Regions from separate parts of the Mus musculus genome. Here all the other regions are linked to region 2. Evidence: chromatin contacts called from public ChIA-PET, HiCAR-type and promoter capture Hi-C data. All regions are on one chromosome and are shown on one strand. Each heading gives the region's core, a stretch centred on a gene start, on an enhancer-like site or on the middle of the called end of the contact. The rest is flanking DNA. Distances are from core to core; before and after follow the strand shown.

The links. Promoter capture Hi-C pulls out the DNA fragments that hold promoters and counts their contacts. ChIA-PET counts read pairs in DNA pulled down with a chosen protein or histone mark. HiCAR-type assays count read pairs that join an accessible place to other places. Capture Hi-C pulls out chosen DNA fragments and counts their contacts.
Region 1: a contact with region 2 is called in a promoter capture Hi-C map of embryonic stem cells, with 4 times the contacts expected there. The contact joins the promoter of Ecel1 here to the promoter of Dgkd in region 2. A contact is called at or near these places in 2 of 39 promoter capture datasets (embryonic stem cells and stem cell-derived epiblast-like cells) and 2 of 115 datasets of contacts at active chromatin or transcription factors (both in embryonic stem cells).
Region 3: a promoter capture Hi-C map of liver shows a contact between it and region 2, with 3 times the contacts expected there. The contact joins the promoter of Spp2 here to the promoter of Dgkd in region 2. A contact is called at or near these places in 2 of 39 promoter capture datasets (both in liver).
Region 4: a HiCAR-type map of astrocytes shows a contact between it and region 2, with 2.9 times the contacts expected there. The contact joins the promoter of Efhd1 here to the promoter of Dgkd in region 2. A contact is called at or near these places in 1 of 39 promoter capture datasets (embryonic stem cells), 4 of 115 datasets of contacts at active chromatin or transcription factors (astrocytes, embryonic forebrain, pancreatic cancer cells and 1 more) and 1 of 9 other capture datasets (liver).
Region 5: a promoter capture Hi-C map of liver shows a contact between it and region 2, with 5 times the contacts expected there. The contact joins the promoter of Arl4c here to the promoter of Dgkd in region 2. A contact is called at or near these places in 1 of 39 promoter capture datasets (embryonic stem cells), 1 of 484 Hi-C or Micro-C datasets (embryonic stem cells), 5 of 115 datasets of contacts at active chromatin or transcription factors (bone marrow-derived dendritic cells, embryonic forebrain, memory CD8 T cells and 2 more) and 2 of 9 other capture datasets (adipose tissue and liver).
Region 6: an RNA polymerase II ChIA-PET map of memory CD8 T cells shows a contact between it and region 2, with 20 read pairs. The contact joins the promoter of Eif4e2 here to the promoter of Dgkd in region 2. A contact is called at or near these places in 5 of 39 promoter capture datasets (cranial neural crest, embryonic stem cells, liver and 1 more), 3 of 484 Hi-C or Micro-C datasets (the G1E-ER4 cell line and embryonic stem cells), 7 of 115 datasets of contacts at active chromatin or transcription factors (the 230-238 cell line, embryonic forebrain, extraembryonic endoderm stem cells and 4 more) and 2 of 9 other capture datasets (adipose tissue and macrophages).
Region 7: a contact with region 2 is called in a promoter capture Hi-C map of embryonic stem cells, with 4 times the contacts expected there. The contact joins the promoter of Chrnd here to the promoter of Dgkd in region 2. A contact is called at or near these places in 3 of 39 promoter capture datasets (cranial neural crest, embryonic stem cells and liver), 2 of 115 datasets of contacts at active chromatin or transcription factors (pancreatic cancer cells and stem cell-derived neural progenitor cells) and 1 of 9 other capture datasets (adipose tissue).

The regions. Positions count from the first base shown.
Region 1 is chr1:87,154,723-87,158,165 of GRCm38.p6, forward strand. It overlaps Ecel1 (endothelin converting enzyme-like 1), which reads right to left and starts at 1,414. Exons shown (of 18, transcript NM_001277925.1): 1 at 1,298-1,414; 2 at 1-366. The coding sequence starts at 267. The region is part of intron 3 of Gm33292 (a long non-coding RNA gene); the gene reads left to right.
Region 2 is chr1:87,851,502-87,855,350 of GRCm38.p6, forward strand. It overlaps Dgkd (diacylglycerol kinase, delta), which reads left to right and starts at 1,786. Exons shown (of 30, transcript NM_177646.3): 1 at 1,786-1,955. The coding sequence starts at 1,800. It overlaps Gm19582 (predicted gene, 19582), which reads right to left and starts at 2,798. Exons shown (of 2, transcript NR_136921.1): 1 at 2,470-2,798; 2 at 1,846-2,357.
Region 3 is chr1:88,405,593-88,409,557 of GRCm38.p6, forward strand. It overlaps Spp2 (secreted phosphoprotein 2), which reads left to right and starts at 1,418. Exons shown (of 8, transcript NM_029269.3): 1 at 1,418-1,624; 2 at 1,725-1,849. The coding sequence starts at 1,558.
Region 4 is chr1:87,262,671-87,266,159 of GRCm38.p6, forward strand. Efhd1 (EF hand domain containing 1) reads left to right here and starts at 1,683. Exons shown (of 4, transcript NM_028889.3): 1 at 1,683-2,084. The coding sequence starts at 1,780.
Region 5 is chr1:88,700,904-88,704,592 of GRCm38.p6, forward strand. Arl4c (ADP-ribosylation factor-like 4C) reads right to left here and starts at 1,288. Exons shown (of 1, transcript NM_177305.4): 1 at 1-1,288. The coding sequence starts at 761. The coding sequence ends at 183.
Region 6 is chr1:87,212,657-87,216,482 of GRCm38.p6, forward strand. It overlaps Eif4e2 (eukaryotic translation initiation factor 4E member 2), which reads left to right and starts at 1,258. Exons shown (of 7, transcript NM_001039170.1): 1 at 1,258-1,363. The coding sequence starts at 1,344.
Region 7 is chr1:87,188,227-87,192,034 of GRCm38.p6, forward strand. Chrnd (cholinergic receptor, nicotinic, delta polypeptide) reads left to right here and starts at 2,371. Exons shown (of 12, transcript NM_021600.3): 1 at 2,371-2,516; 2 at 2,749-2,903; 3 at 3,294-3,338. The coding sequence starts at 2,465. Prss56 (protease, serine 56) reads left to right here. Exons shown (of 13, transcript NM_027084.2): 13 at 1-179.

The sequences.
Region 1 (3,443 bases), core at 164-2,663, 700 kb before region 2:
CGCTCCCGGGCCCAGGTATTTGAGCGCCAGCATGGCCGCCAGGATGGCGCAGAGGCCGGCAGCAAACACCAACCCCGACAGCAGGCACACCTCGCGTCGATTCCAGCGGGGCAGCCCAGACCTGGACCCGCTAGCACTGCGCCCTGAGCCCCTCGGGAAGCCTGGAGGCAGTGAGGTCCCTCGAGCGCCCCCGGTGCCACACCGGCTCACATACTTGACTTCCTGGAACTCGTCGTAGTGCGCTGTCATGGAATACGGGGCCTCCATTGTGCCGAGGCTTTGGCTGCAGACCCCTTGTTTGGTCGATTATAGGCTGCTTCTGTCTGCGGGCTTTCTGGTCGGAGCCCACATGGCCCTCGGTCGCAGCTGTAGGAAGGGAACATTAGCAGGCTCAGAGAGGCCCTGGAAAGTGAGGGGACCCAGAAAACAAAGGGTGGGAGTTAGTTTAAGAAGATGGAGGCCACCTGTGATCCACAACCAAGGATCCCACTTCACTCCGTCAACCAAGAAAGAAGGGTTCAGTTGCCAGCAGCTCTTACTGGAATAGTAGCCTTTAACCTGCCTACCCAGGTCTCCACAAGCTCACCACAGAGTAAGGATGCTCGGACACAAAACCAAAGAGCACCGGGCACAAAGTGGGGGCTTCACTGACAACCTGTTTCCCTTGTCTTTGCCTTTCTTGCCCATCATCCTCTCCAGACAAGCCAGGTGGGGGAGGGGGAAGCAGAGGCCGGAGAAAGGAGGTGTGGTCAGGGGCGCCTCTCTGCGGACCCTGAAGCCTCCTTCAGTTCTCCGAACTAAAAGCGACCAGACACCCAAACTTCGTCCTCGGGGAAGTCTGCAGGACCACTCTCAAGCCACCCTCTGGCTGTTTCTCTTCAATGGCTCCAAAGCCCACAAGTCCCTTCCCCAAGCAGCAGCCCTCTCCATTCCCCATCTTTCCCCCACCCGACTCCCCAACCCCGACGGCCCAGATGGAAAACCAGAGACTGGTTTCATCATTTGCCACCCATCAACGCCCCGGGCCATCCCTGTCGTCAACAGGTTCTCCCCAGAATCCAAAGTTGGGAGAAGTTTCACCCCCTTTGCTGCGCCAGCCCTGAGCTCAATCTCTTGCGTCGCGCGGCGCAGTCAGCGGAGCTTGAGAGCCGAGTCCTGGAGTCGCAGCCGCAGCCGCAGCTGGAGCCAGAGCCGGGAGGACAGAGACAAAGCCGAGAAGCTCGGCTCGGCAGCCGCGGTGGCCTCGGAGGTGGCTGTGATGATGTCCTCGGAGGCGGCGGGCCCGAATGACACTTACCCGGCAGGTGCGCGTCTGGGCCGGGCGAGGACCGAGGGAGGGGTCGGGAGCAAATCCCGGCCTCAGCCGGAGAGGAGCTGGGCTGGCTGCGGCTCTCTTCGTGCGCCCGCCGCCTCTGCCGCCGCGCCGCGCCGCCCGCCAGCCCCGAAGGAGGGGGCGCGCCGGCGGCTCCACCCTCCTTCTCCCGCCCCCTGCACCCCTCCTTCTCTCTGCTTCCCTCTGGGCTACCTGTCAGCTCCAGCAGTGCGGAGGTGGGGATGGCGACCGCGGAGATAACGCTCCTGAGAGTGATGCACCAGCTTCTGGCTCCAGGACTCCGGAGTCCAGATCTGTCCCGGGAGGAGGAAGCACGGTCCCTTCTGATGAGCCACTTGGAGCCACCTACCAGTCTGCGGTAAAGGGACTGAAGCTGGAGATCTGGAGGCCAGAGGGAAGTCTGGGCCGAGCCCACAGAAGCTCAGCCCAGGGAGGACTCCAATGGGCAGGTGAAGAGCCTGTATCTGGACCAGCACTCTGCCAGGCGCCATCAGCACCAAGACTTCTTTGTCCTTTTAACTCCTGCTTGCCCCATCTGGGTTCTGGTTGGTACAAGACCCTTTACCTAGCTCTCCTGGGGAGGTTGCAAGTAGAGGCTGAGGCTGTGGCCTCCTCAACCTTAGGTTTTCCTGACATCATTGGCAGGAAGTCCCAGACCCACATAGAAAGGCCTAGAAAAGGATGGTAGGGTGGGGAGAGGGAGGAATCTTGCTCCACTTCCCTCACGGGACTACACAGGGTGAGTTTGTCCAGTCTTCCACCCATTCCGGTTGGCTGAACTAGCTTTTTAAATGTTGGGGACCTCGCTCCTTCCAAGAGACAGAATCATCTTTACCTCTCCACTGTACCCACAAGGTGAAGCCCACACGTGACAGAGACCTGGGAGCTTTCTGAAGGACTGCTACTGTTTCAGGAATCTGCTTTCTCTGCCTCGACTTACCCATCTCTTCTGGTATCCCCAGCAAAGGACCACACAGCCCCAGCAATCCCAACCTTGTGGCTCCAGCCTGCAGCCCTGGCCTAAGCAATGTTTCAGACATTGGTGAAGACCGATGTGATAGAACCCATGTTGAGGTGGGACTGCGGAGAGCGACCACCATCCCGTCGCCATCCCCTCCGGATGTTCTTCATCGTCAGCTACCCAGTCACTAGCCTTTAGTGGCCACCTCTACCACTTTCCTGCCTGTCCAGTCTGTCCATTTCTAAGTCCCACTCACAGGACTGTCTTTCATTCTGACCATCCTAAGGTCCTCTCCTGCCCCATGCATTCTTCTCAGGTCCAATTAATTCTACTGAGGAGCGATGGAATTACGCAAAAATGCCGTGTTTCCGTGAGGGGGGAGGGGAGGGCAGGGCGGTGGCAGAGTGGCTCTTTGTGCTTTTAATCTGCATTTTCCCCTCAACATTCCATCTCCTGGAGGATAATTTTCCAGCCTTTTCAGGCCCTGATTGGTATCATTTCTCCGGCAATGACAGCTTTTATTTTCCCCGAAATGAATGCCGTGAAATTTCCAAGAAATATAAAAATGGATATTGTCTCAAGGAGCCGACTACTCCGACAGCAAGGCACAGAGGCAAACCTGCTTCCCCGGGGACTTTCCTCTGCATCCACAGGAGGATAGGGACCCTGGTCCTCAGTCCCTTTATTTGCTTCTCTCCTCTGGGGTCAGTCCTTGGAGCTCTTCTTCTGGTCACCACTCACACACTCAACTACCATTGATCCATTCATCTGTCTCCCGGCCAGGCTGGCCAGGCGGATTGGGCCTCCCCAGCTGCCTGTTCTGTTCAACACCTTATACTTCACACTGAACCCTGAGTGCTGAAATAAGCTTAGAATTGGGTCCTTTGACCATTAGGCCCTTGTCACCTTGACATGTCCTGTGGTCAGGCTGTCCATAGAAAGGGTTCAGAGAACCACTCCTTCTCTCTCCTGCCTATCTTGCTCCATCGATCTCTGAGGTTCTCAGAGATTCTCCTTCAGTTGCTACGTGCTCCCAGATCCGATGAAGATTAGATTGACAGGACCGGGCCATTCCTAGCTGAGTCCAGAAGAGCCCCAAATGAGGTTCTAGAGACCCACCTTGGGAAAAGAAGGCAGGCGGCAGTCAGA
Region 2 (3,849 bases), core at 536-3,035:
CCAACCCTGTAGTACCCAGACAGAGGAAATCAGTTGGTCTGAGTTCACATCCTGCCTCCCTAGCATCCTTAGGGGAGTGATACCTGAGACTTCCATGGCAGGGGCTCCGTTTCCTTTTGGTTCGTGGGGTATGGCTGAGGGCTGTGTGTTTCATCCTGCATGCACAGGAGCTCAGTATGGGCAGTTGTCACTATCAAGTGCTATAGAATCTGTCTGTGTTAGAAGTACATACACTATGGTAGCTGCCAAGCCATATGAGGCCATTCAGTGCTGCAAATGTTGACTAGTGTCACTGAGGAACTGAAATTTTGTTGTTTTTGTTTTCTTTGAGACAGGGTCTCCTCTGTGTAGCCCTGGCTGTCCTGGAACTGAGTCTGTAGATCAGGCTGGCCTTGAACTCAGAGATCTGCTGGCTTTGGCTCCTGAGTGCTGGGATTAAAGGCGTGCACCACCACTGCCCAGCTTGGTTCTTTTTCTTTTTCTTTTTCTCTTTTCTTTTCTTAAATGTCATTCTTTAGCCTAGGCTGGTACTAGTTAATAGGAATTTAAATATAAGTACTTGTATGTAGCCAGTGGCTACAGCATAGGTGGAGTGTGTCCTGGTTCATCCAGGCATCTCAGATCTTTTTCACAAAAGTCATCCTCTGTACTGGTTGGGAGGTCAGTATCCTGGCCTCATCTTTGTGCCAGATTAGGAACCTCCTGTGGTTCCTGGTGGTATCTGACTTGTATTGCCACTAGAATGAGTTGTCCAGTTGTCCAGAGGCCCAAAGCTTGCTGATTGGTGGGTCTCCAGCAGCAGCCTCTGAAAGGGTGAAGGGATAGCCAAGGTGGTCCTCTGCTGACTTGCCTCTTAGAGCAGAGCAGAGCAGGAAGGTAGCACATTGTCCTGGTTGGCCCCAAGTCCTTTTCCATCTCAATATGCCCAAACAAAACAAAACAACAAAAAAACAAAACTCCAAACGGAAGCCACTCCTTTTCTAACTGCATAGGGTCCTCCTTTGGCTCAGAGTTCATTCTGCTATGTCTCTCTAGTACCCCATCCCTCCCTTCTGAATCTCAGTTCCCTTCTCTATCTCTCAGCCCCAGCCAGTAATTCAGAGTGCCTATTTGCCTTAATACTTCATAGATCCTCCGCTTTGTGACCCAGCCAGGCTCAGCTTATCTACCTCTTTACTCCCCCAACTCCAACCGGGTTTCTTGCTGCCCTCAGGTCTCAGCAGAAAAGGCCAATCCCGTATCTGGTCCTCAGAGCCTCGATCCCAAAGCTCTCCAGTTCCTGTCCTAGTCCCATTTTCCTCCCTCTAAGCCCCTCTAAATCCCTTCCTTCCTTTCTTTTTTCTTTTTGCCTCTGGGCCTTTGCACAGATCTAGCCTCTGCCTACAACACGGTTCCCCGGTTCTCCATCTTTCCTTAACAGTGGCCTTAACAGAAGTTCTCCCTCTGGGTGTACTTTCACGCACTCTGTAAACTGTTTCACCAACATAGTCCAGCGGCCTCCTAGAGATCACTTACACTCGGGTATGAGTGATAAAACAGTGTACTCAGAGACAAAAACTAGAAATTGTGTTCCAAGAAGAAAACGACAGAAGACATCAGAAGGAAAGAGATGGGTCAGGCCGAAACAACCCAGCAAGGGCCCGGCAAGCCTACGTCTGCGCCCACTGCCTATGGGGGCGCGGTGGGGTGGGGCGGCCGGCCTCTAGGCCCCGCCCCGCCCAGGCTCCGCCCCAGGCGCTGGGCCCATCCCATCCCCGCCCCGCCCCGCCCCCCCGCGGCGCGCGCGCTGGCCGGGCAGCATGGCGGCGGCGGCGGGCGCCCCTCCGCCGGGTCCTCCTCAGCCACCTCCGCCGCCGCCGCCTGAGGAGTCGTCCGACAGTGAACCCGAGGCTGAGCCGGGCTCCCCGCAGAAGCTTATCCGTAAGGTGTCCACGTCGGGCCAGATCCGGCAGAAGGTGAGCCCGCGGCGTCGGCCGGGCGCGCGCCCCTCACGCCGCGGTCCCTGCCGAGGCCCGTGACCGTGTGCGAGCGGCCGCCCAGGCCCTGCCGGGCCCGAGGTCCTGCGGTCGCTGCTACGGGGCCGAGCGCGCCGCGGCTTAACGGACCGCGGGGACCGGGCCGCGAGGACGGGGCCGCGGGGACCGGTCTGCGGGGACTGGGCGCAGGTGGGCGCCGCCGCTGAGGAGACCGAGGCCCGGCGTGCTGCTGGGGCCGCTGCGGGGACCGCTGCGGGGGCCGCAGGCGCGTGCTCCCCGAGGCCTGGGGGGTCTGTAGGTCTGAGCACCGGGTGCAGCTTCCCGTACTCACCTGCGTCAGGCTCTCCCTCCACTGCTCAGCCCGCTGCGGGGTCCTCACCCCTATGTTCCGAAAGGGAAGGGATGCGCGTGTAGTGGCCGCTTCTCCCTCTCTCCCTCCCTCTCTTCCTCCCTTTCACCCTCCTCCCTCCTTGGGAAAGCCGGGACTCCTCACCCGCTGGGCTCAGAACTCTCTCCGTGGAGAACTCCAGCCGCTCGGGTTGCAGTGCAGAGAGACACATGCCTTTTTGTTGTCTTTCCCTAAGAATAAAGTTGCACCCTTTGCTTTTCCTTTCTGGTTCCTCTTGAAAACTGCGTATGGTTTCTTGCCGAGGTGAGCCCTCCTTGTTGGAAGGGCTTCCTCAGGCAGGTGGCTGGACAGGTGGTGGCTAGCAGGTTGCCACCGTGGGGCAGCCTTGGCAGTTCCGGCTGGCACGGGCTTGCTCATCCTGCTGCAGTGCGCTTTTCCTCCGAGGCCAGTTAGTTACCCTTTACTGGAAAAACCATTTCTTGCTTGATCATCTGCCACCCTCTGTTACTTGCCGGGGTTGGGGATTGGGGTGCCATTTAGGTGCTGACGTGGTCCATTTGTTATGTGGTACCCAAGTCATTCAGCACACGGGACCTAACACCTGTGTTATTCTAGCTATAACAATTACAGCCCCAGGAACAAGTTTAAGGAGCCTTGATACTAATGGAAATGCCCTTTCCTAGTGCTTGGTCCTTAAGATAGGTAGTGGTGTGAGGCAGATCAGACTCTCTGACTGAGGGGAATGGTGAGTGAAGGCCAGGATCGCGGTGGGGACGGTGGACTCCTCCGAAATTGCATTGAGTCCAGAGTTTTATTGGTCAGGAGGTGTCTCCCTGCCTTTCCTCTGGACAAAAACAATAGCTGCTATACCAGCTGTTCTGGTTGTTGTTGTTGGTAGGAGTGACAGTTGTGGTGTTAAAAATACACCCGAGGACTTGTGTTCTGAATACATTCACATCTGCTGTACAGATAGCTCAAGGCTGATTTTTCTTCTGGGTTGCTAGAGCTTGTTAAGAAGTGGGAAATAAGAAGTTTACTGTGTGCAATAACTTCCCTTTGTAGCAGAGAGGCCATTCACAAAGATTTCCTGGTAATATGTGTGTGGCATATAATGCTAAGTTCCAAATGGTGTGATCAGAACCCACTCTTACTGTTTGACCAGAAGAGCTTAGTGCAGGGGCGCTGTGACACAGGTGCTGAAGAACAGAGAGGGAGCTGCATTGAGGCAGTTCAGAGCCGAGGCCATTAGCAGGAAGCCACTGCTACCACCCAGGGGTGGGGGAAGAAGGTCAAAGGGAGAAGACCACATCAGACTCCAGGGCCAATGGGCCCCTCCAGAAACTGGGTCAGAGGAGTCCCATCTGTCAGAGCTCTGGGAGGGCAGAGCTGCTGCTCCATATATACTAATCCTTTGCCTGGGAATCCTGCTTGTAAGGGTCACCCCCTCTGCAGTTTGAAAACAGAGGACGGAGGATGGGTCAGAGGGCCCTGATCCAGGATCAGAGCTGGATGTATGGCAGGTCT
Region 3 (3,965 bases), core at 168-2,667, 550 kb after region 2:
ACAGAAAGCAGACTCTTAGTGACGGAGCTCAGTTTAGCAATCGTGATGCTATAAGAAATCAGAAGGCAGCTGTGAAGTTCGTGGTTTAGGGATCAGTTGAAGATTCCATTTTTACATTTGTTCTAAATTTAGTGATCCCACCCCAGTGCAAATAATATGATGGGGAGGATGAGAAAGAGGAAATGACCTTGGAAAGTAATGCATCTTCATTTACGATGCAGCCATAGCCCATCGGTTCTTGCTCAGTGTGTTCCCAGGTACTCCTGTTAAATGGTCTGTGATGTACTTTATATAAATTTCCAGGGACTGTGTGCAGGGCTATACAATGCTTCACTTACTGCCACCCAATTTTGAATACTTTGACCGAGTATTTGGGGGCTGGAATAGCAGAAAATCACTGGGATGATGGAGGCACACATTTCTGCAAACCGGAGGAAGAACAAGAAATCACCATAGCATGAGCGTGACTGGATGGCTTATATTTAATCTTCTGGGTTTACAAGACATGATGGAATTCTGCAGGGGCATTTTAAAAGTCATTGCTTTCTAGCTTCCATCAGAGCCCACCCTGCACGCCTGGTGCTAACACTTAATTATAGCCAAGAGAATCTGAGAAATGCAGTGGTCCCCCCCTCCCTCACCCCAGCAAACGTCAAGCAAAATCAATAGCTCAGTGCTGGCAACAGGATGCTGTTGTTCCCTTCATCTCCTCCGCTCATCTGCAATTGCTTTTATTACTGCAGTTCATTTAATGAGTCCAGAGCGTTTGGAGCCAGATGGTGACATTAGTTCAATCTGGAAGACTCTAATGGAATTGAGTTCAAACCAGGTTAAAAGTAACGGAATTACAAATTCCAGTGGTCATTGTCTTGTGGTATTACGCTCTGGGTACTTGTTATACACCAGAAGTTAGCGCCAGCTTCAAATGAAAGACCTGAAAGACAGTTGAGTGAGACCTGGTGCACTCATACACTCACTCATCCGCTGCATGCTTCATTACTCTCCCTATCACAAACACGGCCATTGTGGTTTCTGAACCATGGCCTCTGTAGTGGAGGTGGCAGGCAGAGCTAAGCCAACAGGAAAATCACTCCGCGTGAGTGCAGTCTCTAGGAAGGGAGGACTCTGGCATTGAGAGGTGGAGGGTGAAGGATTTTGAGGACCTGGGAAAGGACTAGATGCACAAGCTTTAAAGTCACCGTTTTGTTGAGTCCACAATTATGTCCCCTCCCCCAAAGAACAAAATGCAAAGAGAGAAGATAAACATTATACAGGGAGACCCAAGCCTCTCTGAATGTCTCCTGCTGTGGGATAAAGTCCCTCGGAGAGGTCCAAACTTCAAAAGTGGCCTCAGTCTGGAATTTTTCCACAGGAAAAGTCAGCAGTAAATATTGACACCGGAATCAATCATCTCTACTGAGGTTCCAGATTGCTCCAGCCAGCCAGGGCAGCTAGGTCACAGGTGACAAGAATAAGACAGCCACCCTCTGAAAGAGCTGTCATCCAGAAGCCTGGAGAGAGGCCGTCTCCCTGACTCTGGGTCGCCATCCTCTCAGTATGGAGCAGGCAATGCTGAAGACGCTGGCTTTGTTGGTGCTGGGCATGCACTACTGGTGTGCCACAGGTAAAGGACACATGCCACCGCTGGCCACCTGCCCTAGGTGATCACAGCCCTCTCGGTGCCTCATCTCTCTCTCACTGTGGCCTGTGTGTTTGCTGTCTAGGTTTCCCGGTGTACGACTACGACCCTTCCTCTCTGCAGGAAGCTCTCAGTGCCTCAGTGGCAAAGGTGAACTCGCAGTCCCTGAGTCCTTACCTGTTTCGGGCGACCCGGAGCTCCTTGAAGAGAGTAAGTGAATGGAGATACCTCCCTGAGCCATTTTTTTACCACCCCCGCCCCCGTCTTGACTTCACCTACTTTGTTGAGTAGATTATTCTTCTGTTTACAATGATCACAGTCTGTCCTCTTCCATGCTGACTTTTTGGACTGAGAAGAGATTTAATTACATTTTGTTGTTGTTGTTGTCCCGAGGCTGTCAAAGCTTCCTGGGACATCTGATTCTTCCCTCTGTGTTTTCCCTCTGACCTCGGCTTTTCTCTGTGTGTGTCCTGGTTTGGGGTGAAGATCCCAGAAGTCCTTGTGATGCTGTTTGATTGGGAGGTGCTGCCTAATGAGAAAGAGACTCTCTCCCCACTCAGCATTGGGCTACCAGTGTTTATAGGAAAGAAACGCTGGCTTCTGAGTCCATGAAACCCACCCACTCTGGTGGACTTGATAGTGCTGTTTCCCGATCACCTAGAGAACTTGGGAAAGAGACATTATCTCGGGCTTGCTGTGACTCACTGTGGCCAAAGTGAGGGGGAAGCAGAACAGGATCATAGAGAGGCCTTTCTCCTTCCTGCTCCCTGAGGAGTCTCTCTGTCTTCTTATAGGCTTAACTGGGCTAACAGGGAGGTAGGGACAGACATGAAGAAGAAATAGGACTGACAAGCTCATGGAGACATGAGTAGAGCCTTGTGGTCAGCAGCCACTACCTCCACACAGAGGCCACATGGCCGCTCCTACTGGCTGCTCCCTTTTCCACCCTATTCTAGGCTACCACCTCTTACTTACACTCAGCTACTCCTCTCATACTCAGCTGCTCCTCTCACACTCAGCTGCTCCTCTGCTCCTCAACAGCATACACACTTCATTCTCCCAGCTCAACTGCATGTAAAACATGTCCCTTTGGTCCCCTTTTGCAGACACTGGTTCCAAGTTTTCTTTCTCCCAAATGCAAAGCAAATTTCATTGCTTTGGTTGCCTTTTCTAGCTGGATAACTGGGTTGTGAAGGTGTAGACTGAGCTAGAGTGAGCTGCCAGCCCCACCCAGCACCTGACTGTCAGGGTTCACACTGAGCACGCTGGTGGGGAGGCACTTAGAGGCAGGTGTAGGCAGCTGCTAGCCAAAGGTCAAGCTGCTTCTAGAAGAAAGCCTCATCAGAATGACGCTGCCTCTCCCTCCCACCCTGCTCATGCCAGCACCTAGGCCACATTCCGTTGGCACCGAATGCAATCTTCTTAGAATGTTGTAGAACCCATAGCTCCTTGCCAAACTTGCAGATCTATAGTTTACATCATTTTTAATTTAGCCATTGCTCACTACAGAACGAAACAGTTCATTGAATAGGAGCACAAGGACAGATTCAGAGAGAAGTAACCTGGGACACTGTGGACAGGTAACCAGTGAGCCACGGCCGACACAACATAATCTGACATGTGGCCATCTTGGTATAGTCATATGGGCCTGATCCCGGGCACCTAAAGATTAGCCACTCACAGATGTGATCCTAGCAGATGCTTAGTGTGGCACTTAGCTGTCTCTGTGTTGCCCACCCCATGCCTGCCTGTTCCTGAGCCACTTTTGCTCTTCCCCATCATTTGAGTCCCCATGGTCTTTCCTTGAGCTCTGCATTCCACAATGTCACAGGAAACAACTGCAAAGTTACGGAACAGAGATGGCCTTTACGCTACATCCCGCTATTCTGTTTCTCCTCTGTGTGAGACAGACCCCCTCACTAGTTGGGATGGCCTTTTGTCTCTGCAACCCCTTACAGCCCCACCAGGGAACAAAGATACTGACAGAAGGAACAGCAAGGCAGTAAAGTGTGGTGGGCTTCTTTTTGGCCACTTGCGGTCAAATGAGAGGAGAGATGATTAGCATAAAGATGGTGTTTGTAATCTGAAGAGAAGCAGAATATAAGATTCTGGAACTCTAGCCCTCTAGCCTGATCATGGGAAGAATTAAAAACTGAGTCTGAGAGAGAATGTTTAAGGTCTGGTCAATGGCTGTAGGCAACAGAAATTACTGTGGGTGCAAAGAAGTGTGGGTTGGTGCTTCATTCGGTAATGGCTTCCCACAACCGACAAGACCATGATTTGTCTGACATTCCCCCATCTCTCCCACATTGCAGTAAATGGCTCT
Region 4 (3,489 bases), core at 433-2,932, 590 kb before region 2:
GAAGAGTAGATGAGTGTGTTTTGTCTCCTCAGGAAAAGTTTTGTCACACAACATACTTTTCCCTATGGCTTTAGAAACACACACACACACACACACACACACACACACACACACACACACACGTACACACCACCTTAAAACTTGAACCCATGTTTTTGAAGGGCTGCTACTGAGCTTCACCCCTCATGGTTACCCCCTCCCCTTATAACTGTTTTATTTGATGTTTGATCTTTGAGGCAGAGGGTCTTACTGTGTAAATATAGACATACAGTCCAAGCTGCTAGAGTCGGAGTCCTGCCCCAACCTTCCAAGTAGAATCACAGGCTTATATGAGCCACCATGCACACCAAAAGTACCTTTATTTTTAATGACTTATTTTCTTGAACCACTTTTTAAAAGGTGTGTTTTACTTTGTGGATGCTAGGGATTGAACTCTTTTATGCCTCTTTTATGCTAAGCCCTCTGAGCTCCCCCCCCCAGCTCCCCCTTCCCCCTAACCCTTCCCCCGTTAATTTCTTGTGTTAATTTCTTGTTTGCTTTGTTCCGAAGCAGCGAAGCAGCGGGTCTTGCTGTGAACCCCAGGCTGGCTTCCTACCCTGGAATTCTCTTGTCTAAGCCTTCTGAGTGCTGGAGTTATAGGCGTGTACCCCAACACCCAGCTATTCGAATTCTAATCGAATTACGTTTTCATGAGAGCACGCAATGGCTCTGATTTTTCCCTGTGGCCCCCTAAGATGTGCAGGCAACCAACTCATGCCTTTCAGCGGTGCACACCACCGGGCTCATCACACACACTCCCCAGTCTGTGGCCCAAAACAAGTGGAGCAAAGCTGGTCCCCAGTGCAGCCACTATTGTGTTTACAGCTGCTTCTCCATGTTTGGCTGAGGGAACCCTCATTTGCACCACATCCTTCCTTAGGGAGAATGACGGCGGCTCTACTTGTTTTTACTTCAATCTCCTGTTTCAAAAGTTGCCTTATTTTCAAGCCTTTTCTAACCCCACTCTCCGCAGTGGTGGCTCTCACATTAAAAAAACAAAACAAACAAAAAAAAAGCCATACAGCCAAGATACTTGCCACATTTGGTCCCTTAACAAGACAACCCCCCCCCTTTTTTTTTCCCGGGAATCAGGAGATTTTTCTCACTTTATTTATGTCTAGTATTTTTAGATTGTTGTGGAAACATTTCAATGGTATATGAAAGGCACCTTCGTACTGCCAGGAGCATCTCCTACTCCAGGGCCTTAGGGCGACGACTGCTCGCTACACACGTGGGTGTGTTACCAGGCACGCTTAATTCTCCCATCTCAGAGGGTCCTAGGCCGCGAGCTCCCTGGTTGGAGCGCTTTGGAAGAGAATGGAACTGCCTGAACGGTTGCCAGACTTAACTCCCCAGTGTTTGCAACCAATTCCCTGGGGATCACCAGTTCCCAAAGGGCGGATTCTGGCGGCAAGAGCAAGAGTTGATTTCAGGGTCCATGTCTGGACTGGGGGACGGATTAGCATCAAGTCTCAGCTTATGAGAGGTTTAGGCAAACGCGACCCCTAGGACGCGCAGACACTCCCTTGTCCCCTGTCCAGTAGATAGTCCTACTGCACCCGCGCCTCCTTAAAGCCGCAGCTCCGCCCCGCCCGCCCCGCCTACCCACGGTTCTTTTCAACCGCCGGGCCCCGAGCGATTCCACCGAGCGTCAGAAAGCCACGAGCCCGCAAAGAGCGCACAACTCTCTGTCCCCGTACCGGATCGCGAACCTCAGTTCCATCACCACAACCCGCCATCATGTCCAGCGAGGAGCTGGCCTGCAAGCTGCAGCGCCGGTTGAGACTTGAGGTGCGGGCAGAGACCGACCAGGGCGACCCCCAGCCTGCACCCTGCGATGCCCCAGCCGGGCACCCGGAGCCTGAACCGCCTGCCCGGGCGCCCACAGCCAGCGCGGACTCCGAACTGAACCTCAAGCTGAGCCGCAGGCTGGACATCCACCAGGGTACAGCGCGGCCGGGCCGCTCTAAGGTCTTCAATCCCTACACCGAGTTCCCGGAGTTCAGCCGCCGCCTCCTGAAGGATCTGGAGAAGATGTTCAAAACGTGAGCGCTCGTCCTGCGCCCCCGAAGAACGGGGGATCCGAGACAGGGCACGGGGTGGCCGCGCAGCGAGTGGGACAGTGAGGAAGGAGGTGCAGGCGTTCAGGAGTGCACTGAGCATCTGGCCAAGTGCAGCCAGATCGTGCGCATCAAGTTCATTGCGCGCCATGGGGAACCTCGTCAGGCTGGGGATCTGACCCCGGCGGAGCTCAGAGGGTCCTACTCAAAAGCCCCCTCCCTGAGTCTCCTACTCCCCAGGGCGGGTCCCGCACCCTCCTCCACCCACAGATCCAGAGATTTGCTCCCGGAGCAACTTCTAGGAAGCGAGCCCGGGGCGCACCTCACCTGCCAGCCTTAATTTTATCCCTCAAGGGAGAAATTAGCTGGATTGTCTTTTATCTTATAAAACAAAGGAAACAGTTGACACACGTCTTCAGTAAGGGATGCGAGAAATGAAGGAAGGCTGAGAACAAGGTTGCTTTAAACTCGAAAGACACATAGGCGTCCCTAGACCAGTGCGGGCGGGCGGGGGGTGAGGGGTGGGGGGAGTGGCTGGCGCAGGAGCCTCCTGGGAGCGTCGCCTAGTCAGTTACTCTTCTAACCGGTGAATGGCAGATGCCTCTGGCTGGGAACTGGTGCCTGCCACTAGTCACTAGGGTGCTGCTGGAGCCTCATCACCCCTCAGAAGAGGAGGTCATGCAAAGACCCAGTAGGTGGCCTGTCACGTGAGAGGTCTCTTTGGCCTCATTTCCCCACTTGAAGAGGGAAAGCAGTAATGACTCTTGCTGCTTTTTCCCCTCCCTCCCCCGTTACTTTTCTTTCTAAGCGAGATGTGGTGACATTCTCGTCTAATCCCAACATTTGGTTTTGGGAAGCAGAGGTAATCTCTGAATCCGAGGCCAGCCATGGCTGCATAGTGACATTGTCTCAAAACAAAACAGAACGAAAAACCGCATGTATTTATTTACGGTGAGTGTGTATGCATGAGGAAGTGTCATGGCACATTCGTGGAGGTCAGAGGACACGTTGTGAGAATCAGTTCTCTCCCTCCACCACGCAGGGGTTGGGATCAAACTCAGGTGATAAGACCTGGTAGCAAGTGCTTTTACCAGCTAAGCTGTCTCACTGACCCCTCCTTTGCCTTTTAAGGCCACGAAGTAGTCTGTACACCGAAAACGCCTCACTAAGCTATTAATATTATTTCCAGAATTCGGCCGGGACCGGAAAAGTGGCCAGGTCATGCTTGGGCGTCTTTAAAGTGCTTGGAATGTGTTTGCCCTCACCAAGGAGGTTCTATTTAAAGGCACTATGGCGATCACTGCTTCCACTACTCCCGAGGTCTGCAGAGCACCTCAATACTTGCTGCCTCTCTGGCAGTTTGTTTTCTCAGTACCCTGCTCCCAGCCAC
Region 5 (3,689 bases), core at 38-2,537, 850 kb after region 2:
GCCTCCACACCCGGCTTAAGTCTCCAAGTCCTGTATTTGGATACAGAGATCGTGTTTTAAAAATTCGAATCATCGCTTTGGTTCGTTGTCTTTGTTCGCGGGTTCTCGCTCAACCCAGACGTCCATTCATTCACTCACTGGCTTGCTCGCTCAGCCTTGCTCCAGATCGCTGCTCTAGCGCATTACCGCTTCTTCTTCTGCTTGAGAGACTTCCTGCGTTTCAGGATCATCTCATAGAGCTTGTCCATGCCCTCGGTGAGGCCCTCGCCGATGATGGCGCACGCCGGCTGGACATGGTAGGTGGTGGCCGGGATGAGCTCGTGCAGCGCCAGTTGCTTCTCAATCTCGGCCACCGGCAGCGACTTAGGCAGATCCTGCTTGTTGGCGATAACCAGGAGCGGTGTGCCCTGGTTCTCCGCAAACTTGGTCACCTTGTGCAGCTCCGTCTTGGCCTCCTCCAGCCGGTCCACGTCCACCGAATCCACCACGTAGATGATGCCGTCCGTGCAGCGGCTGTAGGACTTCCACAGCGGCCGTAGCTTCTCCTGGCCGCCCACGTCCCAGAAGTGGCAGCTGATGCCCTTGGCAGTGCCGTTGCTCAGTTTGATCTTCTCGGTGTTGAAGCCGATAGTGGGCACAGTGTTCACGAATTCGTTGAACTTGAGCCGGTAGAGCACCGTAGTCTTGCCGGCCGAGTCCAAGCCCAGCATAACGATGTGCAGAGACTGGAAGGCCGAGATGTTGGAGGAGATGTTGCCCATGGCTCCTCGCTGCGGCGCCGGCCACTGCGACTGCGGCTGCGGCGGGAGGGCGCCGCCCCCCGAGCAGTCACAGGCCCTCTGCGGCCGGGCGCACCTGGGCCCCGCCCGTTGCTGGACCCGGTGGGGTCTCGGCGTCCCCGCGGCGCACGGCCAGGCGCGCTTAGGCTCGGAGGGGCCGGCTCCCTGGCCCGCCTGGTGCGTGCTCCGCGGGCATCTTTCTCCGGAGGCTTTGTCTCTCGCGCAGCCGCCACGGACAGACGCCGCGGTGTAGGATGTCTGCGCCTTGCGCGGTAGCCCGGCTCGACCTGCGGCTCTCCCGCACCGCGGCTCTGCAGCAGCCTCTGGTCTCGGCGCACCTCGGAGCTGCTCTAGCTCCGGCTCCCGGGAGCGCCGCAAAGGCGCAGGCGGGGCGCGGGCTTCCCCGGCGTCCGAGTTAGCGTAGCTGCCTTGCTGTCCCTGCAGTACTAGGCGCTGCTGCTACCGCCGCCGCCGCCACCAGCCTGCTGCGGCCGGAGGGCGCCGGCCCCGCCCCTCTAGTCCCGCCCACAGGCCACGCCCCTCGCCCGCCACGCCCCGCGGTCTCCCGGGGTCAGGCGGGGTCTTCTCGGTCGGTTGCGTCTTTTCGCGCGCTCCGATCGTTCGAAACTCGCCCAGGCGACCCTTCCCGCCGGCCGCGCGCCGACTGTGGGCCTGGACGCGGACTCTTCCTCCCCAATCCGGTGACGCGTCTTTTAAAAATAGCTCCGGGCTCCGGAACCCCCGCCCGGGGCCTAGCCCGCAGCTGGCCGGGCAAAGGCAGCGACTGCAGAGGGCTAGGGCGGTGAGACTGCGGCACCGACGCAGGAGGGCGGAGGAGAGGAGCTGACCTCCTTGAGCCTGCAGCCCTGCTGCTGCCCACTCCTAATCCATTTCCACCGCGTGGTTTCACGCTCTTTGGTGCCCTAGTGTCTTGGTCCCTATTCTTCCTTGATGCGTATGCTCCCTAAGTCTAGGGTGTGCCCAGGAGGCTCAGTTAAGACTACCTACCACCCACCTGCCTAGATAACTCCAGACATTTCTTTCTCAGACACCCATTTTGGAGCCTTGCTTTATGCTTCCCCACCCCTTCCCCACCCCCTCCACTCTGCTGACATCCCAGATTAGGTTAGTCTTAAAGCAACCTTTGTCATTCTACCTTGAGAACCTACCAGGGATGGGGTGAGGGTAGGGGATGGGGGAGGTCCAAATCACCTGACCAGGCTTCAGGAAAGCTAGGTCACTAGAAGACCCTAGCTAGCTTGGAGCTGGTGGTGTGATGAGTCACAAATACATATTTTCTGGGTTCCATTTCGTGACTCCATTCAGTGGTTTTATCCTACCTTGTAAAACGTAGCAAATGAATATTATTTCTGCATGTGGAGGGAAGTCGGGGGGGGGGTGATTATGAGTGACACAGGTTTGATGATGATGGGAACTAGAGATGACAGCCAAGGGGAAAATGGTTTACATTTGTGTAGGTCAGGCTTCTGGGTCAGAAAAGGTTGCAAATGTAATCCAGGGAAAGAAAATAAAAATGCTTATCATTTGTGATCTTAAAAATTATATATATACACACACACACAGAGAGAGAGAGAGAGAGAGAGAGAGGAACCTTCCTTTCTAATGCTGTTATAATACATGATTTCATTTGTACTAAAGCCTGTGAGAAAAATCACACCTGTTCAATTCCATCTTTTAATTCTCACAACTCCAAAAGCCAGTCTAGGCTTCCACCAGCTAGACTCAAGCCCAGGGACTGGTGATGGATGTTGGTGCTGGCAAGGTCCACTCAGATTACCTGTCCAGCTTGCTAGAGGAGGAAATTTAGGTCTGTGTGCTGGTACTTGCTAAGGGGACCTCAGTGCAGACAGCCTGCCTAAGATCAGTGATGCATTGGTTCTGGGATGCTTTCCAATGGGCACCCCCTCCCCCCCCCCCCCAAAAAAAAACAGGGGCACAAAAATTTGTCTCAAATTAATCTCAAATTGAGTTGGCAAAGTGATAAATACATTAATATAGTTCTGGATACATGGAAAATGTTTAGGATAAGGGTTTTCTCTTCTGGCATGGCTGGATCCTGGAGCTCACCACTAGACACTAGGCCAAATCTTCACCCGTCCTCAGTTTCCCTCTGTGCCCATCCTTTTAACTCCTGTGGCCTCACATCCTTTTGTTTGGGACCTAGAAGGAAAGGGCCTTCAACAAAAGTTCAACTTCAACAAAAGTTCAGAACACACATTTCTTTGGCCTGCCTCGTCTGCTTCAGATCCAATACTTGGATTGACATGGCTCCAGCCTAAAATGTGGTGGTTCCCACAGAAGAATTCAGGGACCCCAAAAGGGCAGATAGACAAAAATAAATGACTTGAGGGGCAGTGAAAATGGCTGAGTGGGTGTCTGCTGTGAAGCATGGATTACTGAGTTCCATCCCCGGCTCCTACACATGGGAGGAGCGAAAAGATTTCTGAAAGTTGTCCTCTGTCCTCCACATGTAATGTGTTTGTGCATGCACATGCATACATGCTAAATGTATGTTTTTAAAAATTTAAAAGGCAGTAAATCCAGTTTAATTCATGTCACGTTTGTTACTGGGAAGGCAGAGTTTTGTGTCTGGGGAGGAATTTTCTCTTCTTTCTTGTAGGCATTTCCTAAAGAGAATCTCCTTCTCTGGGTTGAGTCTTTTCTTGCTCTGTCCTCTCTGTCACAGGCAGGTGAGTGGCTACCTTGGGACTTTCAGTAAGGCTCTCACAAATGACCCAGCATATGATATGGTGGTGCCTCTTGCTCCTGTTCCCAGTTGGGATTTGCTTTTACTTTAGAGGAATCAGAGGATAATTTTGATAAGATATGGCACTTGCCTTCTTCTTACTGTTCTGATCACTGCCAGCTGCATCTTGGCTGTGTTTGCTC
Region 6 (3,826 bases), core at 8-2,507, 640 kb before region 2:
CAGTATGGATAGTCAAGAGGCACTGTTCAAAATAAAATAAAATAAAATAAAATAAAAAACAAACAAAGCCAGGCAGTGGTGGCACACGCCTTTAATCCCAGCACTTGGGAGGCAGAGGCAGGTGAATTTCTGAGTTCGAGGCCAGCCTGGTCTACAGAGTGAGTTCCAGGACAGCCAGGGCTACACAGAGAAACCGTGTCTCGGAAAAAAAAAAAAAAGGCCCTGTTCACCTGACCCACATTTCACATGAGCAAGCTGGGGTCCAGAGTAAGAGGAACTCTCTAGAACACTCCTTTATAGGGTTCAAATTTCCATCTCTGATCCAATCTCAGACACTGTAAGAAAGACTCCTAGCCCTGCAAATTCCTTTCGTCCTCTCTCTTCTCAAAAGCCAGAGTACTTGCAAGGCTAGGCCCAAAGCCACTGGGCTGGGTGTGACAGGAGAGCTTCCTCAGCCTCCCTTACATGCCAGGCAATAGGATGATCCCCTGAGGTCTTCCTGAGGAGAAAAAGCGTGACCTTGCTGAGTGACCAGGGGACAACCACGGGCCAGTCCTGGGACACTTTCCTCACCTGTAAATACAGGCACGAACATCAATTTCTACCCCTCCTCTCTGGTGATTAAAAATAAACATCTAACAATGTAATATGTTCAGCAGATGGGTCAGGAAAATGCGTGCCTCATAGCTCTGGAGTTACATCACCAACTAGGGAATTTATTCCTGTGTATGTGATGTGGTTTTGGACAGTCCTTAGGAGTGTGGGGACAATGACTTCAGTTGAGGAGGCAATGATGAGTGAGACCATCTCGGTCCTCAGTAAGTTTGTCACCCTGGTTCGACTCCCCCCACCCCCCACTTCACCCAATATATAGGGAAGGTCTTAATGTATCCCAGGCTGTCCTCGAACTCACTATGTTGGTTAGGCAGGTCTGGATCTTCCTGCTGCCATTTCCCAAGAGCCAGAATTGCAAGTTTGTTTGTAGTGCTCTCTCGTCCTCTCCAAACACCAAGAGCAAAGGATCAACTGCCAGAGAATACCATTTACTAAAGGTTACTATGCCTGACATTTTCCCCCTGGAATCCACGGGGAGGTTAAAGTGGATGGCCGGCAGCCTGCGTAGACAATGCTCAGTGCAAGCAGCCACACCAAGACAGCCCCGGTCGGAACAAGCGCTGTCGTCCCGGGCCACCCGTCCGGGAAAGAGGCCCCGCCCAAGGCCTGAGCACTGACGTTCCGCTGAGCGCCTCGCCAGCCAACCGGAAGTAGCCGGGCCCTTAGCGATGGGACCCGGTAGAGCGGAAGTCACTCCGTGAGGCAGTGGCGACAGCGGCGGCAAGAGGATGAACAACAAGTTCGACGCGTGAGTGGCGCGTGGCCGACCCCGGGGCCCCTTCCCCCAACCGTCCCCCGGGACCGCTCCCGCCGGGGCCGGGCGCGCCCTCAGCCGAGCCGCTCGCTCCCGGGCCGCCGCAGCCCGAGCCTTCCTGCGCCCGCGGGCCCGACGGGGCCGGGAGAGCGCGGCCGAGGTCGCCGGGACCCCTGAGCCGCTGGACCCCGGCGCGGCACGGGCCGGGGGAGGGGAGGCCGCGCCGCCCGGAAGGAGATTTTCGGACGCCCCGCCCTGGTGGGTGCGGGCTGCCGGCGGCGTGGAGGGGCGGGACCTCAGCGCTTCGGGTGTTTCCGCAGCCTTGCTGCCTTCTCTCTGAACGCGGCTTCCCTCCCGCACTCGCTCGGCGTCCTGGGAAGGTCACCTCTCCCTTCCGAGCCTCGATTTTGTCTTCTGCAAGCGGGGACGGTAACAGAGCCCGTGTCGTAGAGTTGGGCAGCTGCGATGAGGTAATGGGGCAGCCGCGCTGAGTACTGTGGCCTCTCGAGTACGGAATGCTTTTCATCTGAGATTCTTCCTGCTTCCTCCCCGACCACCACCCTCCCTTCATCCCCCACCCCGTCCCTGTCTTTCAACTCTTAGTGGCTGCCCACCCCTGCATTCATCTCCAATTCCCGCAGCGAACAGTTGGGAAGTACAGAGAAGAAATATGTGTTGGGGTGGGGGATGGGGGGGTGAGAACATTCCCCTCCTAACGATTAAATCTTTTAGCATTTAAAAGTAATTTTCGTTTTCATCTAGCCCCACTTAAGTTAGTGTTTCACAAGAATTGTATCCCTGGGTAGATTGCAGTGCTCCCTCCTCTCTATGGTTTGTAGTGATCAAATCTGGTTTATCATTCAAAGGCCTACATTTTTAGTTTTAAGCCCACCAGCTGTTTGACAGTACAAAAGTCCTCCAGTCTGAGCCATCGATCTCACCTCTGTAGTGGTTAGGACCGGAAGGACCACATCACGCTCTGCAATACTTAGAGGTACTGTGTAAAATGCTGAGCATGAGCTGTGAAGGGAAAGTGGACTCACTGATAGGTGGTGAAGCTGCAGGTTTTCAATACAGTGAGTTCAGAGGTGCAGACTCAGGAAGTACTGGGATGGGGATTCCAGTTGTACAGCCAGCTCTTCCTTAGGTTTTCATGGTGGCTGAGTGAGCTCTGCTTCTTGAGAAAAGACCTGATGTCTTCTCCACCTTGCTTATTAGCAGAGTCCAGCAGGATAGAGATCCATTGGTCTCCTGTCATAGGCCCTGCAATACCTAGCTTCATACCTGCAGCCCTTCCTCCCTTCTTCTCCTATTGGAACAAATCAAACTGCATCCTAAGAAGATAGTTTTTAGGTTGCCTGTCTTGAATAAGGATGGTTATGTTGGCCACTGTCGTCGTCACTGTTCTGTTGCTGTTGAAGAGATGCCATGACCAGGCAACTGTTTTTTTGTTGTTGTTGTTTTTGGGGGGTGGGGGTGGGGTCTGAGACAGGGTTTCTCTGTGTAGCCCTGGCTGTCCTGGAACTCACTCTGTAGACCAGGCTGGCCTTGAACTCAGAGAAATCCGCCTGCCTCTGCCTCCCGAGTGCTGGGATTAAAGGTGTGTGTCACCACTGCCCGGCCGGGCAACTCTTATGACAAGTTTTTTCTTTTTCTTTTTTACTTATTTATTTAACTAACAAGGCCACACACCTCCTAATCCTTCCTAGCAGTTCTGCTCCCTGGTGACTAAGCATTCAAATATATGAGCCTATGGTGGTCATTCTTAGTCTAGCCACTGCAGCCACCCAGAGGCATCCCTGTGGATTTGTTTCCTAACTTTTTAGGTTAGCATAGAAAGTAGCAGGTTCTATTAGGACACCTTCATACTCAGGCCATTACTTTGTTCTCCTTCTTCCCTGCCCCCACTGGACTCGCTGTGGTCCCTCTCTAGCTCGCTTTTTTTCTTCTAGCTGTCCCCCAAGTCCCTATTGCATGTATTATATTCCTCTCTATTTCCCACTAGCTTCTTCCTAATAACTCTGCAAAAGAGATCTTGGCATGTTTTCTGATAGTTAAGGAAAATGAGGCTTTTCAAGGTTAAGTAACTAGTGCAAGATAGCCTAAAGGGCCAGCTCAGGCTCACTCTTCTACTTTGTTCAAGTGTCTTTATCAACATTTGCTGGGTGGTTTAATTGTTTATAACTATGAGCTGTTGTAAAGAGTAGGGTCTTTTAATGCCCTCTTCCTCCTTCTTCTTCTTTTTTTCAATTATTTATTTTGTATATGAGACACTGTCACTGTCCTCAGACATACCAGAAGAGGCCATTAGATCTCATTACACATGGTTGTGAGCTACCATGTGATTGCTCACATTGAACTTAGGACTTGGAAGAGCGGTTAGTACTTTTAACTGTTGAGTTATCTCTTCAACCCCACCTGTCTTCTAACTTTGCAATAAAGGACAAAAATAAAAGC
Region 7 (3,808 bases), core at 1,121-3,620, 660 kb before region 2:
CAACCCTGTGATGGTCACACTGTCCTGGGGGCTAAAGCGGTTGTGTGAGACATACAAAGTCTCTCTATTCCAGTTGATCTTGGATGTGTGGATAGAGTGGGGATCCTGGATCTCACTCATCTTCTTCAATGTGTCACCAGACACGCATGGCTGCTTTAATAAATGTTATTTATACTCTACATAAAATCTGGAGCTTTCTTGGGATGGGAAGGGGCTGGCATTAGATGGGAGTAGGGCAGGGGCCAACCTCGAAGAGCAGTTAACAGAGACCACAAAGGAGCTGGAAGGAGCCAGAAGTGGTGGCTTGTGCTCGCCGTGCTAGCATTCTGGAGACTGAAGCAGGATTGCACTGAGTTTGAATGTGAGCTACATAGTAAGCTCTAGGCTAGCCTGAGCTACAAAATAAGAGCACCCCTTACCCCCCACACACACACACACACAAAGATACGAAACCAGGGCCTGGAAGAGATAGCTCAGTGGGTAAAGTTCTTGATGCATATGGATCTGAGTTCAAGACCTCAGAACCCAGGTAAAAGCCACAGGGGCAGAGTACACCTGTAAACCACAGCCCTAGCTAAGGAGCATGGCAGTGAGGAGCAGACAGACCTCGGGCGTTCACTGGCCACTCTAGCTGCTCCAGGCGAGGTCCAGGTTCAGCGAAGAGGCCCTGTCTTGAAAAATAAGGTGGAGGAGATCAGCTGGATTTCAGCAGCAGCAGCAGCTCCAGAGCCTCAGTCCTTCTGTGGCTTTCCGTGTCCCCCTCTCCCTTTCAAAACCGTAGCTTCTGGTATGGCTACCTCAAGGTGATCGGTGACGTGCAAGTGATTTAGTACGCAAGTCAACCGCGCCAAGGGGAGCAAAGAGAGAAGCTGTGCTTCTCTGCCTGAGTGAGGACCCGGACACCATCCTGGAGCAGAGCAGAAAGATTCAGCAGGCGACATGGCCCAAACCTATGACAAGACCCTGCCAGACCAGGCTGCCACTCTGCCCTCAATGATGCAACCTATGAGACCAATGACAGCAAGAAGGATGCCCTGAGGTTCATCTCTTGGGTCTCTAAGAGAGCCCCTGCACCCTCACATATGAGCAAAATGATCAATGTCTGCTCCAAAGACACCATCAGGAAGCTGACAAGGTCCAGCATGAAGTACAAAGAGCTCAGCCACCACTGCACCTTGGCAGACAATGGTGACAGTATTGTCCTCTCCCTGGAAGCAAGCAAGCCTTTATGAGGCCACCTCCAAACTTCTGCTTAGAACAAAGAATAGGCTCAGACTTGCCAGTGCATGCTGCAGTCGGCTCCTCTCTTGTCAGACCCTATGGGCATCCCTTCACCCCATTGCTAGTCTCCCCGACATCTAGATGGCCTCCTCCCTCCATGCCTGACGGTTCTGGCTTTCTGATTCCTATTAGATAGAAGCAGATCACGGTGCCCAGGCACCTTTGAGGGTTGTATTCTCTTAAGCATACTCTTAGTGCCATCTATCCCGACCACTGACTTCTAGCCACAGTCATTACAACGGACAGGCCTGACTCTGTGTGGAAACGACCCTCCTTGCCCCAGTGGATCCCCTTTTCTTTCCCTTTGGTTTTGGCTACTCATAGATGCAGGAACGGTGAGGAGACTTCAGTTCAAATTAAAGAAAGAAAAGAAATGGGCCAGTAAGGTGGCTTAGCAAATAAAGGTACCTGCTGCCGAGCCATGTGAAAGGAAAAAAAAATTTAACTCCTTCAAGTTTCCTCTGACTTCCACACATGCCACAAACTGCGCAGAAACACACTGAGTGGATGGGTGGATGGATGGATGGATGGATGGATTTTATTTATTTACTTATTTATTTATTTATAAATCTTTGGGGTTTTTTGGAGACATGGCTTCTCTGTGTAACAACCTGGCAGTCCTGGAACTCATTCTGTAGACCAGGCTGGCCTTGAACTCAGAGATCCTTCCTCTCTTCCCAAGTGCTGGGATTAAAAGCATACACTGCCACACCCAGCTTAGAGGTAATATTTTTAAAGATGGGGGAAAAAATACACAAGTACAGGTGGAGCACTAGCAAGATGGCTCAACAGGTAACAGTTGCCTGCTGTACAAGAAGTTTCACCTCAGAACCCTCTGTAGAAAGAGAGAAGCAATTGTGACAGGTGTACACACACACACACACACACACACACACACACACACACAGAGGATTCGCCCCCCACCCTCTGCCACCCTACCCCACCAGGCCCCACCCTACCAACAATCTGTGACAATCCCTGCCTGGGATCTTTTCGTTCTGCCCTTGGCTCCTGCCCTAACTGGCAAACCCCACCCCCTCATCACCAGCTTTCAAGTATCAGATTGCGTTTCCGGCCTCTTCTTTCCAAACCCCTAAACCACCAGCACCTGTCCCCTTGCTTGCCTCATTCCACAGCCAACAGGCTGAAGGGAAGACAAACCCTAGTCAGTCAGAGGTGGGGGATGGCAGGGCCTGTGCTCACACTGGGGCTGCTGGCTGCCCTTGTTGTGTGTGGTAAGGATGACATAACCCCCTTCCTGGGGGCCTTCTATGCCCACCTGGGCCACCGCCTCCCTAACATTATACCTAATTCCCACTCCCACTCTGCCCTTTCTAACCCTAGGCATCCCACCCTCAGGGAGCAGCTGGCTTTCCTCTGCTCTGCCCAGCCCAGGGCTGCCCCAGCAGGAGCACAGGGAAGGCTCCTTCCTAGGTCCAAACACCAGCACCCTACCCCTCTCCCCAGCCCTCCCAGGCAGTTGGGGCCTGAATGAGGAACAAAGGCTGATCCAGCACCTATTCAATGAGAAGGGCTACGACAAAGACCTGCGGCCGGTGGCTCGAAAGGAGGACAAAGTGGATGTCGCCCTAAGTCTCACCCTCTCCAACCTCATCTCCCTGGTGAGTAGACCTTCGTGGGATAGCCTGAGCTGGGGAGAGGATGGCAAGAAGGGACAATTGCTCAAAGGCTCCTGACCAGCTAGCTCCTCTTCTGGGAGACATGCATGACTATTCTTTGTGCCAGATGGTGCCACGGGCCTTTAGCCACCCAAAGCCATCAGCTCTGCCTGCCACTGTCAAGCTATCCCTGTGCTCCCCCGGGACTCACATCAGCAGCCTCTGCCCTTCGCTTCCGTAGTCTGCTGATCCACCTCGATCTGTTGCTCTAGAAGACCCTGGCCCTTCCAGCTGCCGTGGTCCCTGGGAACCAGGCAGATTAGATTCTGCTGACTGAGTTTGGGTGAAAGGTAGATGGGAACCTTTGGCTACAACCCTGTTGTTTGATTACAGAAAGAAGTGGAGGAGACCCTCACCACCAACGTGTGGATAGATCATGTAAGGACACCCTGCCGAAGGTTCCAGGTCCCCTGGTGCTCACTTATGCTGGGGACCACAAGCTCCTATGGACACACCTTTGGGGGAGCTTGACTACAGAGAACCCAACTGCCCTTTTCCACTGAGGCCTCTACTAGCTCCGAGGACATGTCCTAGAAGGCTGGGGTTCCTCCGTGCTAAAATTGCCGCTGTGTCCCGATTTGCTTTGTTGTTGTTTTGAGATGGGGTTCCCTAGCCCTGTTTCCCTGGCTGACCTAGAACTTATGACGTAGACCATGCTGGCCTTGAACTCACAGAGATTCATTTGCATCTGCCTCCCAAGCCCTGGGACTAAAGGTGGGATTAAAGCACAGAGTCACCACCTCTGGTGTGCATTGGAAGTCACTTTTCAAATCAAAATATCAGAACTGATAGAGGTTCACGGCATAGAAACAAGCCAGTCTGGCGTGGAAATTGTGCCCCTTAGTGGT